Linked DNA regions of Sus scrofa: all the other regions are linked to region 3. Evidence: chromatin contacts called from public Hi-C and HiChIP or PLAC-seq data. All regions are on one chromosome and are shown on one strand. The core of a region is the stretch at or near the end of the contact, and the rest is flanking DNA. Distances in the headings are between cores, read along the strand shown. Region 1 has its middle 180 kb from the start of CITED2. Region 2 has its middle 540 kb from the start of CITED2. Region 3 overlaps LOC110259987 (a long non-coding RNA gene). Region 4 overlaps LOC110259987 (a long non-coding RNA gene). Region 5 has its middle 560 kb from the start of CITED2. Region 6 has its middle 210 kb from the start of CITED2.

Region 1 (2,700 bases), core at 13-2,512, 170 kb before region 3:
TTGGAATCCAATGAAGCAGGCTGATTGCATGTTTACACAGAAATATGCCACAAAGCAAACAGACATGGAGAAGTGTGTCAGGCAGTGGTAACAATACATACAGGTGGAGTGTTGGAGGAATCTAGAGGAGGAGGTCAGGCTTGGATCACTAAGAGAAACAGGTGTAAGGGGCACATAACAAGGGGCTGCAGAAGAGGTGACATGGGTGGGACTAAAATCCTTTCCAGAGGTCAGCTCCAGAGGAGAGATGCCAGAATTAAACCAGATCCATCTGTCTCCAAAGTCAGCCTGTGCCCATCGTTGCAGCAGTTGAGTTCTAACTATGATGTCTCTTGGCAGTACTTTGTAATATCCTATCCTGATCTTCTCCATGCCTATGGGAAGTACACTTTCCTAAAGTGCCCAAAACAGAGTTTCGTGGACAATCTATGATGAATGACCAAGTTTGTTTGTTTGTTTGTTTTCTTTTTTTTTGGCCACATCGGCAGCATTTGGAAGTTCCTGGGCCAGGGTCAAATTGGAGTTGCAGCTGTGGCCTGTGCCACAGCCATGGCAGCACTGGATCTGAGCCACATCTGTGCCTTACACTGCAGCTTGCAGCAACGCCAGATCCTTAACCCACTGAGCAGGGTCAGAGATCAAATCTGCATCCTCACAGAGACAACGTTGGGAAGGTCCAAGTTTTAAAATATTTAATTTGTCGCACTGTGCTCTGATACTTTTTCTTATTTTCTGTTGCAGGATCAGTATGTCACCCCTTCCATGAAGGCTTGACCCCCAAGCTTGTCCCCATGTCTGGAGGGGCTCTAAGTTGCAACACAGAGAATCTTGGATGATTATAGGTTCACGTCTAGAAATTTCCCACCTCACCCTAAATATCGAGGGATTATGGATCTGGACTGGTGCCTTAATTTGGTGAAAAAAAAAATAAAATCTATTTCTAAAAAGGTACCTAAAAGTGCTTTAAGCTCTCACTGTTGCCCCCACATCTGCAAAGCCCTGCCGCAAACAATTGGGCTTTATTTATTTAAAAAATTTTCTTCTTTTTTTTGGTTGCCCATGTCATATGGAGTTCCCAGGTCAGGTATCAGATCTGAGCCACAGTTGGGACCTGCCAGATCCTTAACCCAGTGTGCCAGGCCAGGAATTGAATCTGTGTCCCAGCACTCTAGAGAGGTCACCAATCCTATTACACCACAGTGAGAACTCCGTTGGCTTTTATTTCTTCTTTCCAGAGCTACAGCTTGCTGACACATGTGATTCTCAGGCTTGAGGCTGAAGTCCTGCTTAGTGACAGGGATAGGTATCCAGGTCATGTATGACTTGCAGTCTGTCCTCCAGCTGATGTACTTGGTGTGTTACCACCAATGAGTATGTCACACATGGCAAACAGAAACATAGTGCTAATTTCAAGATCTGTTAGAAACACAAGGCAGTGGAAATAATGGCTGATAGACAGAAATGGTTGGAATTGGCAGAATGGTTGATAGAATGGTTGGAATAAGAAATTCCCTTCTAAAAGCTTCTAGGGGATGCTGACAAACATTGGGAAATAAATAAATACACTTTATGATAATGAAAATGTACTTGACAGTGGGCTTTTGAATGAGCATGGTGAGAGACTAAATTGGACAAAATGTGGCCATGATGTTTGCCTACCACCATCCAGAGCTACTAGTCAGGTCAGGCTGAGAGCAAGCATCTGAGCATGAATGTAAAGGCTATTGGAATGCAATGTTCCCAACTACTGCATTAATAACTTTCAACAACCTTCACTCCTGGACATGATGTAATTAAGTTTTGGGTTGGGGAAGTAAGATGGCCTGTGGTCTGATATTTTCATTTGAAAGCAAGTGGGAAGACAAAAGCAAACAAGCTTTTTGGCTATGAGAGAATGAATGACCTTCCAAGTAAGGAATTTAAACCAGAGCTTTTGACTTCAGAGGGGAATGAGGCTGCAGAACCTTTTTGTAGCAGAGATTTAAGGTGGAGAAATGGTTGCGGATTATAATGCCCCCCGACCCCCATCAAAGCCCCCGAGCACGTACATCCTTCTCATTAAACATACCACTCTTGAGGGTTCTGATCGCCCAGAACCCCCTTTGAGCAGAAAAACATTATTATTAACATTTTTTTGCCTTTTTTTTTTTTTTTAAACACAGGGCTGGCATGCCAGCACATGCTTGAAAACTCTCACAGTTACATATAAACTTAAAAAGAGGCCCCTTTCCCCCTCGCCTGACTCATACTCCATGCATCACATAACCAGTGTTTAGAAAGGCTATGAAGAATGCTTGGGGCAGTTGGACGTATTTTGTCTGATTATGGGAGTGACAAACACAGATGACCTAGAAGGGGTTAGGAGTGTAAATTTGAGGGGTGTGTGTAGGGTAGGGAGGGGTCACAAAAGGTGGAAGGAAAATTTGCTTCTTTTGACTATTCTTTAGGACATTTTAGATAACAGAACTATTGTGTTTTAAATATGGAAGAGACCTTAGAAATCTGAAATGTGGATTCAGAGGTTATTCACTGCCAGTGCAAAATCCTACAGCTAGGGAGAAGCTACAGGAACCAGCCTATGAACATTCTGTATAGCACAGTCCCCATTCTGGACCACAAAACCCATTTGAGAATCTAATGTAGCCTGTGGATACTTTCTCTGGAAAAACAAAACTACGCATATTTATTTCTTGTACAGTT
Region 2 (2,700 bases), core at 181-2,680, 190 kb after region 3:
CAACTCTTACTATAAAGTAACTTTTTATGTATATGGATGGTGTATATTCAGAACATATGACATATTCAGATATTTGTTAAAATCATTTTCATAAAATTAACTTTTCAGTAAGGAAGTTGAACTTTGGGAACAAACACTATGTCATTTGAAAATTCTTTTCTCCTCTACATCACTGCAGTTTTCTAAACAATGTAGGTATTTCACTATTGACTAAGCTTTTTAAAAATTTTGTTTCTTTCCTGTTTTTAGAAGTGACACAGGTCATCAAAACAGAAAATATGAAGAAAATAAAAACCTTCCCCAAATAACCATGGGTTAACCAAGGCAATAAACTGAAAAGTCAGTATATACAAACTTGTGAAATACTTCAAAATTGGGAAGCTAGCCAAAGCATCAATGAGGCAATCTGATGGCTGTGATGCAAATGAAAAACTCAAATGACTCCTCACATTCATCTTTACCAAGAAAACCATTAGGAACTCTTTCACTTCCCGTTTTACTTATGAGGCTTATCCTTAAGAGTGATACAGGCAGAGACTTTAAAAACATATATTGCTATGAAGTAGACAATGCTTCTATGAAATCACCCACAGCTGCCCAGCTAGTTATAGAAAGAAATGTGCTCAGGGTGGAAGGGAGGAATGTGTGGCCAGAGACTTTATTTGATATGATTGAAAAGTAACCCAGCTGAGTAATGAGATGTATAGACTGTAGCCAGGTAGCAATTTTGACACTCTTCAGTTGTGTCATTCAGATGACGTAGTCTTTCTTTGCTACAGTCTCCTCATCATCAAAAAGGGAAAAATGGTATTACTATCTTTCTGATAAGGTCTCATAAGGTCTCATAAGTTCTCATATCGCTCATGAGGATTACATAAATTAATTTTAGTAAAACACATAAAGTATTTTGATTAGAGTCTGGTGTTTATTTCTGTGCAGATTTTTTTTTTTTTGTAGACTTAATTTTTTTTTTTTTTTTTTTTTGTTTAGAGCAGTTTAAGTTCACAAGAAAATTGAATGGGAACTACAGAGAGTTCCCATAGCCCACTGCATACACGGTGTCACCTCAGCCTCCCAGAGCGTCCTCCACCAGAGTGGTACCATTTGTTACAACTGATGAACCTACATTGACAGGTCATTTTCACCCAAAGCCTTAGGTTGCATTAGGGTTCACTCTTGCTGTTGGACCTCCTGTGGGTTTTGGCATATGTATATTGGCATGTATTTTAATAATAAAAAGTAGTTTGGGTGTTAGGGACTAGATTGTTACATTTTTGTTACAAATAGAAGGAAAGTTGCGGGATTGTTAGTGAAATTTCTTTCTGTAAGGAAACTGGTATTTTTCCCTTTCGTCCCTTCTCCACCCACTGGAAGTTGTGATGAGGCAGTTGTTTAGTGGTTAACATGCATGACCTAATGGGGAAAAAAATGTGGTTTCTGTAGGAGGAAATCATGACAGATGAACCATCATGGTTCTTTGTAAGGTCATGCCAAAGGGGAAAGAAGTAGATAAAATTTAAATTTTAGAAAAAGTCAAAGTCTTTATGTTAGTGAAGATAACATTTTAGTCTTATGGTATTTTGTAGAAGGCTAATGATGTTCTGCTGAATTGCTTGTGGTGAATTCTAACACAAATGAAATTTATTATTTAGGAGAAAAAGGAATGATGGCATGGAACTCATTGCCCAGAAGGCTGAAAACATAAATTAGTGTAAGGTCAATTTAAGTAAATTCATAAATTATTGATTGATATTAATATATAGAAGAGGGAGATTTGCTCACTTCCACCCTAGTGTAGATACCTGTATAAATATAACCAATATCTATGTCTTTCACAGAGATACTGCTCAACAGTCTATAGGGTTAACCTACAGAATGTGCCATCTTTCAGTTGGCTGGAGCAAGACCATACAGAAATAGGCCTGATTAAGATAGTGCTCTAAAAAGGAATCTGCTATCAAAAGGGGTTTGGGTTCTTCTGAATATCAAAGTCTTGACTCTATTGGATAAGAGAAAGTGATTATATATTCATAAAACCAAAACCTAAGGAAATCTTTAATAAATGAATACAGAAAACCAGAAAAGGATTAAACGTAAATCACTGACTCCATAATATGGAATAACCCCATCTATTGGGCTAAGCTCACCTATGTGGCTGCCCGAGGCATGGGAAGTTCCTGTGCCAGGGATCAAACCTGTGCCACAATAGTGACCAGAGTGATGACAGCAGGATCCTTAACCTGCTAGGCCGCCAGGGAACTCCATAAGTTCCCCTACTCTTGACCTTATAGTACTCCATGATCTCACTCTCTTGTCCATTAACATACTCTCTTGTAACTGTTTATCTAAAATGGAAGTCTTCTTTAGACCTGGAAAAGTTCATAAATTCATTCAGAAAATATTTGTTGAGCATCTACTTGCCAAGTCTAAAAGTGAGCAATAAAGACAAAGCCCATGCCCTCCTCTAGCTAAAAGAGAGTAAATCCTGGTTGAAAGAATGAAAGAGAATTATGTGCATGTTATAAACTTGACAAGCATAAATATAACAGATACAAGATGTTCTGTGATGAAGTTCTGAGATGCCTCATCTATCTCTCTCAACCGAGCTTGCAGGGAAGACCCTTACCCCGTCTGTGTTCTGTTACAGTCCGTTTCTTTTCCTGCCTTGTCCAGTAGGCACACACCTGTGGTGCAGGAGGA
Region 3 (2,700 bases), core at 198-2,697:
GCATTATGCTCATCTCTCATTATCACTGAGTGTAATAAGAGATGCTGTTGGTTTTTCTGGTTCTCTATCCTGGCTGTTCATAAGAATCATTTGAGGAGGTTTTATTTTTTATTTTTAGTTAATTTTATTGGAGTATAGTTGATTTACAATGTTGTATTATTTTCAGGTATACAGCAAAGTGAATTCATTTTATATATATAAGCTTTATGTAACTTATTTTTTCCCATATAGGTTATTACAAGCTATTGAGTAGATTTCCCTGCACTATACAGTAGGTTCTTGTTAATTATCTGTTTCATACAGTACTGTGTATATGCTAAGCTTTTTAATACTGATGTCTGCCATGACCCCGCCACTCTGCTCTCTGAACACCTTCACCTCCCATATTCTGATTCAGCTGAGAGTGGTGGACAAACAAAATGCCATATTTGGGCAAGATTGAAAGAACAGATTTTCTGTTTGCAAACTCTGGTCTGGTGACTTCTGCTGAAGATTCCTTAGAAACAGTGATGAGGGGAAAAAACACGGAGAAAGTTGTAACATAGAAGGGAATGAGGTAAGAAAGAGAATGAATTGACAGAAACAGTGGGAAAAGAGGCATGCCATTCATGGACAAATATGTCCAAGGAATTTAATTGAGATGAGTAGAAGGTAAGTGAATACTCCCAAGAGACATATTCTTTTCTAAGTATGGATATAAAGTAAATAGTTGGTATTTCTAGGTTAATCTCCCCAAAGCCAGCTTTTTCACACTAAATTTCCAGCAACTGTTAACAACTTCCACTAGCCTTCAGCCAGAAGCTCTGAAATTGGTACCAGACAAAGAAAGCCCTCAGGCATTCTCAGCAGGCCACAAGATTCTGGATCAATTAAGTAAGAAAGGAACAAAAGGGCTAAATTGGAAAACCAGTGGTAAGACTGAGAATATCTATGAGGTTTCTGCCCTGAAACAAAATAGTTCAAGAGTTATGCAATTTGTGTGAGGTTTCTGAGGAATCTTTATTTTGCAAGATTTGTAACACTCTGTTATTTTGGCTGAGGCTACCACAAAAACAGTCATTTCAAACAACACAATGAAAATCTTTGCACTTTCTCTGTGTTCCAAGCACAGGGACTACCAATCATTTTACAAATGTATCAGACCAGACTACCTTTGCTCTTGTTGTTTGTCTTCTTGGAATGTCTTTGCCCCTTCAATACCATCTACAGAAGGCATATTTTCTGTAAAATTTCCTACAGTTGACAAAAACAGTACCCAGGTATGCTGTTATCCAGAATGCATGTATCTTTAGTAGCACTTTCGTGTTGTTCTGTTTACTTAAATGTCTCTCCTTCTGGATAGACTGAGAATAATTCAAAGAGAATTTATGGCTAGTGCCTTGCAGAGTGTCTGTTTTTAATTCCATTAGATAGCTAACCCTTCTGTTGGGTAACTAGAACTCCTAATGGTAGCTCGACAAATGCTTGTTGCATTAGTTGACACCCTTCACCTACTTGGAAGGTTTCCCTCTGGCCAGTCCCACTGAAGCAACTTTAGTTATGTCACTCGAGCCTATTCTATGGTGTGTTTTTGTGTGAGTGTATTTGTCAGCCCCATGGGGTGTATGAATCAACTAAAAATACATGAGAAATTTGCTGATTTACACAGCATGTATTTGAAGGGAGGACGAAGAGGGTCTGTAACTTTTATTAGATTCACAAAGTGATCTAAGGCCCCAAACAGATAATAGTACACTATCATAAACTGAAAAAACCAAAGGCTTACTCATTGAATTCTGAACCGAGAAAAGGATGTTCATTATCATTTCTACATACAGATTAGAAAAGAATGGCAAAATGTATTACCTGTAACATTATGACAGCCTAAGAACAAAACCAAAAGCAAACCTGAAACCAATGAAAAATTTACTAGAACTAATTTAGGAAAATGGCTAGAAGTAATATACAAACTCAAATATCAATAGGCTTTATTTATATTAGTAAAATCACTTGAAAATATAATGAAAAACTCAGATCATCAGCAATTGTAACATAGAGTGCATAAAAATTTAATAAGAAATTTGCAAGATATGTATCAGGAAAACAATGTGACTTTACTGAAAGACATAAAGAACACTTGCTAATGCAAAGCTATGCCGTATTCATTGGTGAGATGGGTCAATATTGTAAAGACTCCAAGTAAATCTGAGTAAAAAACCTTAGTGTAGCTAAAATATAAACAACAGTGATATTTATCTTTTAGTTTAACAAAGCTTAAAATACATGGCACAGCATATATTTTCTCATACATTGTTGATAGGAATGTATATTACTACAAGATTTTTGGAAGTAACTTGGAAACATGGAGCAAAAATTTTAACCTCGAACTTAGTTCTGTTTTTAGAAAGCTATCCTCCAGAATACCCAAGTGATTGTAATATTGATAGATCAGAAACATTGTAAATGTTTAGCAATGTTTACAATGCAAAACTGGTTAAAAAATATTTTTCATTCATTCAGTGAAACTGGACAGACATTAAAAGAACATGGCAGTTTTGTACATCAACTGATAATATTTTCCTTGATGTATTCAGGTATACAAAAGCAAGCTAAAACAGTTTGGCATGCCCTAGTTTTATTTTTAGAAAAGTGTGTGTGAATGTGTGTGTGTGTGTATGTGTGTGTATGTATGTGTGAAAGTGCATGTAAAATAGTCTGGTA
Region 4 (2,700 bases), core at 158-2,657, 150 kb after region 3:
TTGGAACATTTGGAATTGCAAAGTAAACAAACATTTTTTTTGAGAGCAAAAATAGCAAGTATTCCATAACATAACACTATCCTGTGAAGGTTTTGCTAGTGTTTTTGTGTTGTTTGCTGGGTTTCAGTGGGGAATAGTTGTTCCATTAGACTAAATGTATTTCTTTCTGCATTTTTTTTTCTTAAGAGAAAGACACACCAATAGTTAGATTTCTTTGGCCCTTTCTGACACACATACACACACACACAGATAAACACACACAATTTTAAAAGCTTTCTTCCAACTTTATTTTCTCAGAATTTATGGAAAAGTGGAATCCTCTGATGCAGATGCCTGGGGTTGCCCTCCTGTTTGGGGATGTGTGTAACTCCACCAATGTTAGGGGGCACTGCACGTGTTCTTGAGTCAGGGGAGGGGAGGGGATACCGAATTAAATTACTTGGTCTGAGGACTCTACTTCTCGTATTACTTGTAAGCACTGAAACATTTATGGAGCACACAGTACACAGGCAAGATGGAATAAGATGATGAGACACATAAAAAGACTAGAAGAACAGTCAGTGATTAGAGAAAAAGGCCAGGGTAAAATAAGCAAGCAGATGGGTGATGGGACAGAGGTGGGGATGGAGAGAATGGTGGGCCACAGGTGGAAAGATAAGTGTTTGCAGAGGCAAGCATAGCCTTTCATGAGTAAGGTACTTGCCTGGGTTCTCTGATTTTTCTCTCATGGAGCTCAGTGAAGGCTTGGCACAAAGGGGTCCCTGTACTGTTCATAGGCTTATGTAACTTTTAACTTTTGCCCTGGCATTTGCCATCTTCCCTGTGAAAGTTGTTAGCTCAGGTAATTCCTACTGAATATCATAATTACTGCTATTTTTTTCCCCTATGGCTTGGCTCATTTTGAGTCTGTGAAAAGGAATAATACGGAAACTAGGAAAGATTATTTTCAACACATTAGCAGTAGCCTCCTGCCTATGTGTAAGTCACCCAAGCAGTGCTGGACTCTGTTAGATGTTCTAAGTTGCTGTTTTTTGGTTTTTTTTTTTTTTTTTTATTTCAGCTTCAAGTTCTCTACTTCCTATAGCCCTACTGCCTTTGTAATTTTCTTCATATTTATAGTCTCTCCAATATCGTTTCTGCCAAATCCCATGTATGTATAAAGCAGTCTTTTAAGTGACATTTACTATAATTCAGCAATTAACTGAATATCCTCCTTTTCTGTGAAATGAAGGTGAACAGAAGGAGAAAGAAAATTTAAATTTTGTTTCATTTTCCCAGACAAACTTGCAGCAGACTGAGTGTTGAGTTTTTTGAAAAAAGGATTTTCCCCTTCCCCCCAAGCAACTCATGTTTTCCCAGCAGTGAAGAAAATGAGTTATGCACACAACTGTTCAAAGTTACCTCATCACATCAGAATCAGATGGGGGTAGGGAAAGGAATCATTTTGCTATGAATAACCAGGAAGTGAGTTTTTACAGGCAATAGTTCAGAAAGAAAACTGTAACTGCAAATTAGTTGGTTTTAGAAAAAAATAGAAAAAGAAAATGTTGAGTTACTGTGACGATAAGGTTGCAGCTATGCAGGTCACTTTAAAACAAGTTGAATATATTACTTCTTCTTAAATGTTGTTTCCCCCCAGATTATATCCATAAATTATTTCTTGAATCAAGTACATAGAAAACAACTGACCACTGATTTCTGTGAAGACTAGCAATTAAAATCTTTAGTTACTTTGTCTGTTTCCTCCTGCTGATTTCTGAACAAAAAGAACATTTATTTGGTCTTTTAAATTCACTTCGAGTTTAACTGCTTGCTTCATGATGCCCTAACAGACTTGAAAAGTGTGACTGTTGACTCAGCTTCACCTGAACTGAACATCCAACTATAGATCTAATTTAAAAGGTTGAATGGCATCAAGTCAAATTGGGAAAAATTACTCATTTTATGGCAGAGAGAAGTAAAAGTCCTCTTAGGAAAGCAGGTAAACTTCAAAACCAGTCTCTTAGACTTCAATTCAGAGAAGGGTATTTTTCAAACCTTTTAATTTAACTCGAATGCCTTGTATGTCAATGAAATGTGATATTCTCTTTAAGAGCATTAGGTTGAATATAAAGAAACTTTTAAAGTCTTCAGGGAGACCTTTCATTAGTGGTTCTTTTTACAACATCTGGCTAGTGACTTTTAACAGGCTGAAATTAGTGTCTTTTCCTTTTCAATTTTCTATGCTAAAACTATTAGGAAGATTACCTGTGGTCTAGAAAACTAAACAAAACTCATACTACACGTCTTTCTTAATATGTCCTTTGTAGTACATGTGGAATATAAAAGCAGTTTTTATGGTCTGAAAAAATTTGAACTTGAATTCAAATTATAAGTAACACTCTCTGGTTGGCCAGAATAGTGGGGTATGAACTAGCCTGACAGCTCTGCCCAACTGGAACACTCTCCACTGTGTGGTAATTATGTAAAACAATAAAAATCCACTTTCTTAGAGAGTTTTCATATAAGGAGAGGTACTGCAGTAAGATTGACATTGGTCTATATATAGAGAAGCCAGGAAACAGAGATCATGGAGCCATAGACACCAGGAATATTTAGCAGCCATTGCAGGGAGAGGACTTGGTCAGCGGTGGCAGAATAGTGAAAACAGAAGAGGGAGGAAAAGAGAGAAGAGATCCCTTGTCATAATAGTGGATCCCT
Region 5 (2,700 bases), core at 36-2,535, 220 kb after region 3:
ATGGAGACAGACACCTTGCAGGCAGGCAGTGAAGTTTCAAGTTCTAGTTTTGCCACTACATGATGTGACCTAGAGTATGTCAACTTTTAACTTTAGGCAATAAGGCCTAAAGTGAGGGTTGCTGTGAGGGTTAAAAGTGAGAGCATGTGGAAACACTCCATCTGGTACCCAGTGACTATTGGTTATAACTGTGTGTTGGAATAGAGTTGGTCCCCTGCTTCTGCCCATGCTTTCCATCCTCACAACATCTGTGTAGAGTAACAGGAAGAATGATTAGTGTCATTTTGTAAGTATGAAAACTGAGTGTCAAAGATGTTAACTTATTTACAATCATTAAAGCTAATAAGCAGTGGACTTGGATCATCTGAATTTTCACTCAGTGGCAATGACTTTCTGTGATGTCTAAAACTTTATATATACACAAAGGGAATTGTGATGTGGGGTTTTTTTCAGTTGAGATCAGTTGTTTGATCCTCAGGAGGCTTCATTATATGCTGTTTCATTTGTTGGATTCACCACAATCCAGTCTGTTCTTTGGTTTTGTAGGTTCATAAACATGATTTTCTGAGCACATAGAAGGAGTATATTAGCCTTTCAGGAACAAACTCACATTAATTAATTTCTCATGGGAAATTCCTTGAGACAAAAATTCTTCCTTAAGTATTTTTGCGAACTTAGTGCCTACCACAGGGTCTGGAACAAACCAGAACATCAATACATTTCATTTGGTCATAAGGCCAGAATGCTGATTTTTTAATTTATGACAAAATTATAAATGTCAAAGGTTTTATATACTTACACTCTTTGAAGAAAGAAAAAAAAAAGTATGAAAGGGCAAGTTCTGAGCACATTGTTCAGAGCGAGGGACATTGAGTCAGTCAAACACTGACTGACTGCCAACCTGATGCATTCATCCCCAGGAGAGGTGCCTGGAGTTTCTCTCCAAGCATGGCCCCCACATCTTATTCTTAAGAGTGCCTTTACCTGTCTCTGATCACATCTGTCATGAATCGATTTTCTAATTTAACTTTCAAGTGGCACCTTGCTTTCAATATCTACGAGGTATTTTGCTGTCTGCCCTGGCCTGATGAAGTGGTTTCAATCTCTTTACCTCTGAAAACAAACAGTGGGTGACATTCGCTCACTGGCATCCTGGTTAGAAAGCCTCCCCTACTCTCCTCAGAGAAAGATATCAGAATGCAGCTGAGTGAGAGTGACATTTCAGGATAACCTTGACTTCCCTCTAACTTACAAACAAAAGTAAATCATTTGCAAACTTTGAACTATTAATAGTAACAAATTACTTGCAACAGAGCTCACAACAGATTGTGACACACCATTGGATCTTGACCTCTGTGTCTAGTGGCGAAAATAAATGGTTGTTTTGATTGCTTGAATTTTTTCTAGTCGAGCAGGCAGTAACACATATAGCAGAAGCACAATTTTTAATTTGACTGACACTAAATGGACAGCAAATTTTGTGTTGTAAAGGAAGACTTAAAACTCTTAAAGAGAAGAATTGCATCAAGTCTTTACCAGTGGGACATTTTTTTTTTCTATGTCTAGAAAAGGATGAGGAGAGACATATATATTATTATTATTTTAAAAGATCATGAGTCTAAGCTGTCATTTTAAAAAAAAGAAAGGAAAGGTAGTGAGAACAAGAAGAAAAAATAATAAACTCTGTATTTTTACTCTTTAGGATTTAAGAAGTCTAAATATAAACTCACAACTTTCCTTTTTTCCATTAAGTAGAGAACTTCTAATTCTAGCAGAAGTTTGAGCTATGATAGTTTAACTTTGTGTTTTCTCATCCTCTCCTTGTATTTGTGGGTCAGAAGAGGAGTCATCGGGGACTTGTATTTCCTGTCTCCTCTTTTCCTTCCTCCTTTCTTAAAACTTTGTGGGAAATAAACTTTATAAAACACTGAAGAAATCCATGTTCACTAACTTCTGAAAAGTCCTCCATAATTCTTACTTATCTATTTCCAAGTAGACTTTTCTCCCAGAGTTCAGACAAGAATGAATCTTAGTATAAAAGAGTAATATATCACTTGATGCAATGTTTTTATAGTCTTTCTCTTAATTGAATAAGAGTTACTATGGTTTTAATTTTCTTATCTATTTATAACCATTTCTTTGGATATTGCCGGTTCTCTCTTCATTTTACTCCACTGATAATTTCTGGGAAAAGAAATTTAAGTAAACTTATTTACCAAACCTCATCAGTTTTGGTATCTGAATCAACACCCTCCACAGTTTTATGTTTATCTTTGAAATGTAAAATATTTCATTTTGAATAAAGAATCATCTTCAGCCAAGAAGGCAGACATTAAAATGTCTTTTCATCTCAAGCATCTAGGGTAAGGCTTTTACCTATTAGGTACTTCAGAGTCTTGGCTTTTTCTTTCTGGTCAAGGTTGGTTCCTCTGTTGTACTGCCTGGGTTGTTATGCCTGATAGGTAGCATTCCCCCATGGCTATTCCTAATAGCTAATGGAATAAAAATGTGACTTTATAGGATTTTCTGGGACAAACACTAAAGGATAGGAGTGAATATTCCATTATGTGAGACCTAGGAAAGATTTAGCTCTGTTAATAGTGAAAAATGTAATAATAGGTATTAAAAAGGGTAGATATTGAGATGTAACGACATTTTCCCGTCCATTGTATTCCTTATTTTCCTTATTTAATAGATAAC
Region 6 (2,700 bases), core at 138-2,637, 140 kb before region 3:
ATGTGACTCTGAATGGAAAACAAATTAAATAGGGCCATTATCAGTTAGTAGATATTAGAGGATCCAGGTGTGAATTTCTGATAATGGTGGACTGAAATGCTGGTGAAGATGAAGAGAAGTGAAAGGATCAAGAAACATTTAGAAGGTAAAAAAATGAGTTGTCAGATCAATAGAATTTGGCAGTTGAAGGTGAGGGGATATAGACTCCTAGATTTCTGGTGTGCATAGACAGTTGCAGTGACATAGAGAATGAAAAGACAATACCAGTTTTGGTCTGTCAGATGTAGTGGGGTTGATCATGAATTTTATTAAAACATATTATGTTCACAAGAACTAAGATGAGAGTTTTGAGCTAGAGATAATAAAGAGATGAATTATCTGTATATAGATAAGAAGGAAATCTCTGGGTTTGGTGAGCTCTCTTAGAGAAAGAAAGAATGGTATGAAAAGAGACAGGAAGGTTGGGTTTTTGTCCAAGAAGTATTCAATCTCTCCTCTCTCTTCTTTCTTCCCCCAGCCTCTCTCTCTCTTCCCTCCTTTTCTTTTTTTGGTCTTTTCTAGGGCTGCACCCACAGCATTTGGAGGTTCCCAGGCTATGGGTCTAATCAGAGCTGTAGCTGCCGCGACCTATACCACAGCTCACTGCAATGTCGGATCCTTAACTCACCGAGCAAGGCCAGGGATTGAACCTGCAACCTCGTGGTTCCTAATCAGATTCGTTAACTACTGAGCAACAGTGGGAACTCCGTTTCTTCTTTTCTTTTCTTTTTTCTTTCTTTCTTCTTTTCTTTTTCTTTCCTCTTTTTTCTTCTCTTTTTTCTGTGGAAGGAGTGTACTTCTCTGTTCTATCTGCTGGGCTAGGCCGTGTGATTTGCATTGGTTGATGAGGTGTCAGCAGGTGGGCCAGTGGTAGGTGCTTGAAATGTGTGCTGTAGCTTTTTTTGTGCACTTTGACTTTAAAAAGAACATGCTTTAGTTAGCAACTGGTTCATGGAAGGATTGGCAGATGTGCACCTAACCGCCAGTTTGAGGCTAAGTCCAGTTGATCCTGGCCTACCTCAGCTGAGTCCAATTTATGGATACATGAACAAGAAAAAAAACGCTTATTTTTGTAAGGCACTAAAATGTCAAGATTTCTAGTTGTTGTGACACAGCATTGTTTCGGTATTAGCTGACTGATAAAAGGGCTTAGGATCTAGAAGCAAGGGACATTATTCTCTAAAGTCCTTATTGGACTATATGCCTTTTAAGAGCAGTATTTATGTCTATACATGATTATTTTAGTAAAACCTAGCATAAAGTCTTGGTTAAATATCTGGTGGCTGCATGCATGGATCACAATCTAATTTAAGCATGGCTGTTTATCTATCTCAAATGTCTATGTCACGCACATATAATCTTATAATAGCTCTTCTAAGCAGTGTTTGCTGAAATAACAAGAGGGTTCACCAGTCCTAGATACAACAGTCCCATGAAGATCAACAAATGCCTCCCTTCCCTTTCCCTGAGTACATTTTTATTGCACATTGTAAAAAAAAAGCTTAAGAAAATGGACTCTATGTACATACTAATTAATATTTTAGACTACATGTTGTTTTAAAAGAGATTTCAAGAGAACAAATTTTAAAAGAAAAAAAAGTTATTAGTGGCCATGAACAGGCCTGTAAATAGTGTGCCAATGCAGTGACAGCAATCAAAATGGCTCTTTGGCTACTACCATTTTCATTTAAACTTTGATTAGTTATGAGGTAATTGAGAGAGGAGGAGTTAAACTCAAAGAAAGAAAAACAGTTCCTCCAGTTTAACAGCTGTGGAATCTTTTGGTAACTGCTGGAATATTCCTTTTCAGTAAACTTAAAGCTTGCTCTTTTATGTCAATATAGAATGCTTGCTCTAAAACACATAGTTTTAACTTTATCTTATTTAAAACTTTCTTCTTCAGTGTAACTCTAAATTATAGTTGAGAAAAACAGCACTTGGATTTATGTTACTTCTGTTAAAAAGGTAGGAATACTCTAAAGCCAAAAAGAGCCTGCGTTTAAAGTATTCGGCGGTCACAGTTTTGGTTATTAAAATGTGATTCCTCTCCACCCACAGGTACCCATCTTAAATGTCCATAAAAATCGTGTGCATACAGGACAAGTGTAGTTGTCCAGTGTTTACAGGGACATGTAAAATTATACCTTGCCTAGTTTGACCACAGTGTGAAATTTTAAAGTATAAACATGATCAAAAAGAAGAGTGGCTTCAAAAACAGAGTAACAACAACATTCCATTCTCCCAGAACCTTTTCACTCTCTCTGTCAGACAGCTACCCCCGACTTGTTTCTCCCAGCAGTCACTAGAAACAACATCCCATTCCCCACACCATCCCCCGCCTGAAAGTAAAGGGCACCATCAATTCTGAGAAAGAAATTGCCACAATAACAAAACTTATTGGAGTGAATAATTTCTCACAGAAACTGCCAATCAGCTACAGACACAAATCTGTCTTCCTTATCCCTCACCCCACCCCTCAGCTAGGGAAAACAACCTAAACCCTCAGGAAAAACTTTTCAGCCAAAACTTTCAGCCAAAGGATAAAAGTAATGACACTGCCATCTTGGAATATTTTGCTTGTACTGCTCTTCTGCCCTCTCTATTACAGCTGTGTGTGTACGTGTTGTCGTTTTGCCTTTTCATTTTGTTCAGGGTTCAAAA

What was found. A called contact is a pair of places that touch in the nucleus more often than the background predicts. HiChIP or PLAC-seq counts read pairs in DNA pulled down with a chosen protein or histone mark.
Region 1: a Hi-C map of embryonic fibroblasts shows a contact between it and region 3, with 2.5 times the contacts expected there. The contact joins two enhancer-like sites. A contact is called at or near these places in 2 of 47 Hi-C or Micro-C datasets (embryonic fibroblasts and fibroblasts) and 1 of 2 datasets of contacts at active chromatin or transcription factors (alveolar macrophages).
Region 2: an H3K27ac HiChIP or PLAC-seq map of alveolar macrophages shows a contact between it and region 3. The contact joins two enhancer-like sites. A contact is called at or near these places in 2 of 47 Hi-C or Micro-C datasets (both in embryonic fibroblasts) and 1 of 2 datasets of contacts at active chromatin or transcription factors (alveolar macrophages).
Region 4: a contact with region 3 is called in a Hi-C map of embryonic fibroblasts, with 2.5 times the contacts expected there. The contact joins two enhancer-like sites. A contact is called at or near these places in 2 of 47 Hi-C or Micro-C datasets (embryonic fibroblasts and fibroblasts).
Region 5: a contact with region 3 is called in a Hi-C map of liver, with 4 times the contacts expected there. The contact joins two enhancer-like sites. A contact is called at or near these places in 2 of 47 Hi-C or Micro-C datasets (embryonic fibroblasts and liver) and 1 of 2 datasets of contacts at active chromatin or transcription factors (skeletal muscle).
Region 6: a contact with region 3 is called in an H3K27ac HiChIP or PLAC-seq map of skeletal muscle. The contact joins two enhancer-like sites. A contact is called at or near these places in 2 of 47 Hi-C or Micro-C datasets (embryonic fibroblasts and fibroblasts) and 1 of 2 datasets of contacts at active chromatin or transcription factors (skeletal muscle).

What each region holds. Positions count from the first base shown.
Region 1 is chr1:24,978,208-24,980,907 of Sscrofa11.1, reverse strand. No RefSeq gene overlaps it. Among named protein-coding and RNA genes, the nearest start is that of CITED2, 180 kb to the left of the region's middle. Within about 2 kb of position 1,262, at least 11 of the 83 cell types and tissues checked have an H3K27ac peak or open chromatin away from gene starts, as enhancers often do. A contact at or near this core is called in embryonic fibroblasts, where this site is marked.
Region 2 is chr1:24,618,816-24,621,515 of Sscrofa11.1, reverse strand. No RefSeq gene overlaps it. Among named protein-coding and RNA genes, the nearest start is that of CITED2, 540 kb to the left of the region's middle. Within about 2 kb of position 1,430, at least 4 of the 83 cell types and tissues checked have an H3K27ac peak or open chromatin away from gene starts, as enhancers often do. A contact at or near this core is called in alveolar macrophages, where this site is marked.
Region 3 is chr1:24,812,443-24,815,142 of Sscrofa11.1, reverse strand. All of the region lies in intron 2 of LOC110259987 (a long non-coding RNA gene), which reads left to right. Among named protein-coding and RNA genes, the nearest start is that of CITED2, 340 kb to the left of the region's middle. Within about 2 kb of position 1,447, at least 16 of the 83 cell types and tissues checked have an H3K27ac peak or open chromatin away from gene starts, as enhancers often do. A contact at or near this core is called in alveolar macrophages, embryonic fibroblasts, liver and 1 more, where this site is marked.
Region 4 is chr1:24,659,313-24,662,012 of Sscrofa11.1, reverse strand. The region is part of intron 3 of LOC110259987 (a long non-coding RNA gene); the gene reads left to right. Among named protein-coding and RNA genes, the nearest start is that of CITED2, 490 kb to the left of the region's middle. Within about 2 kb of position 1,407, at least 10 of the 83 cell types and tissues checked have an H3K27ac peak or open chromatin away from gene starts, as enhancers often do. A contact at or near this core is called in embryonic fibroblasts, where this site is marked.
Region 5 is chr1:24,593,841-24,596,540 of Sscrofa11.1, reverse strand. No RefSeq gene overlaps it. Among named protein-coding and RNA genes, the nearest start is that of CITED2, 560 kb to the left of the region's middle. Within about 2 kb of position 1,285, at least 8 of the 83 cell types and tissues checked have an H3K27ac peak or open chromatin away from gene starts, as enhancers often do. A contact at or near this core is called in liver, where this site is marked.
Region 6 is chr1:24,949,283-24,951,982 of Sscrofa11.1, reverse strand. No RefSeq gene overlaps it. Among named protein-coding and RNA genes, the nearest start is that of CITED2, 210 kb to the left of the region's middle. Within about 2 kb of position 1,387, at least 3 of the 83 cell types and tissues checked have an H3K27ac peak or open chromatin away from gene starts, as enhancers often do. A contact at or near this core is called in skeletal muscle, where this site is marked.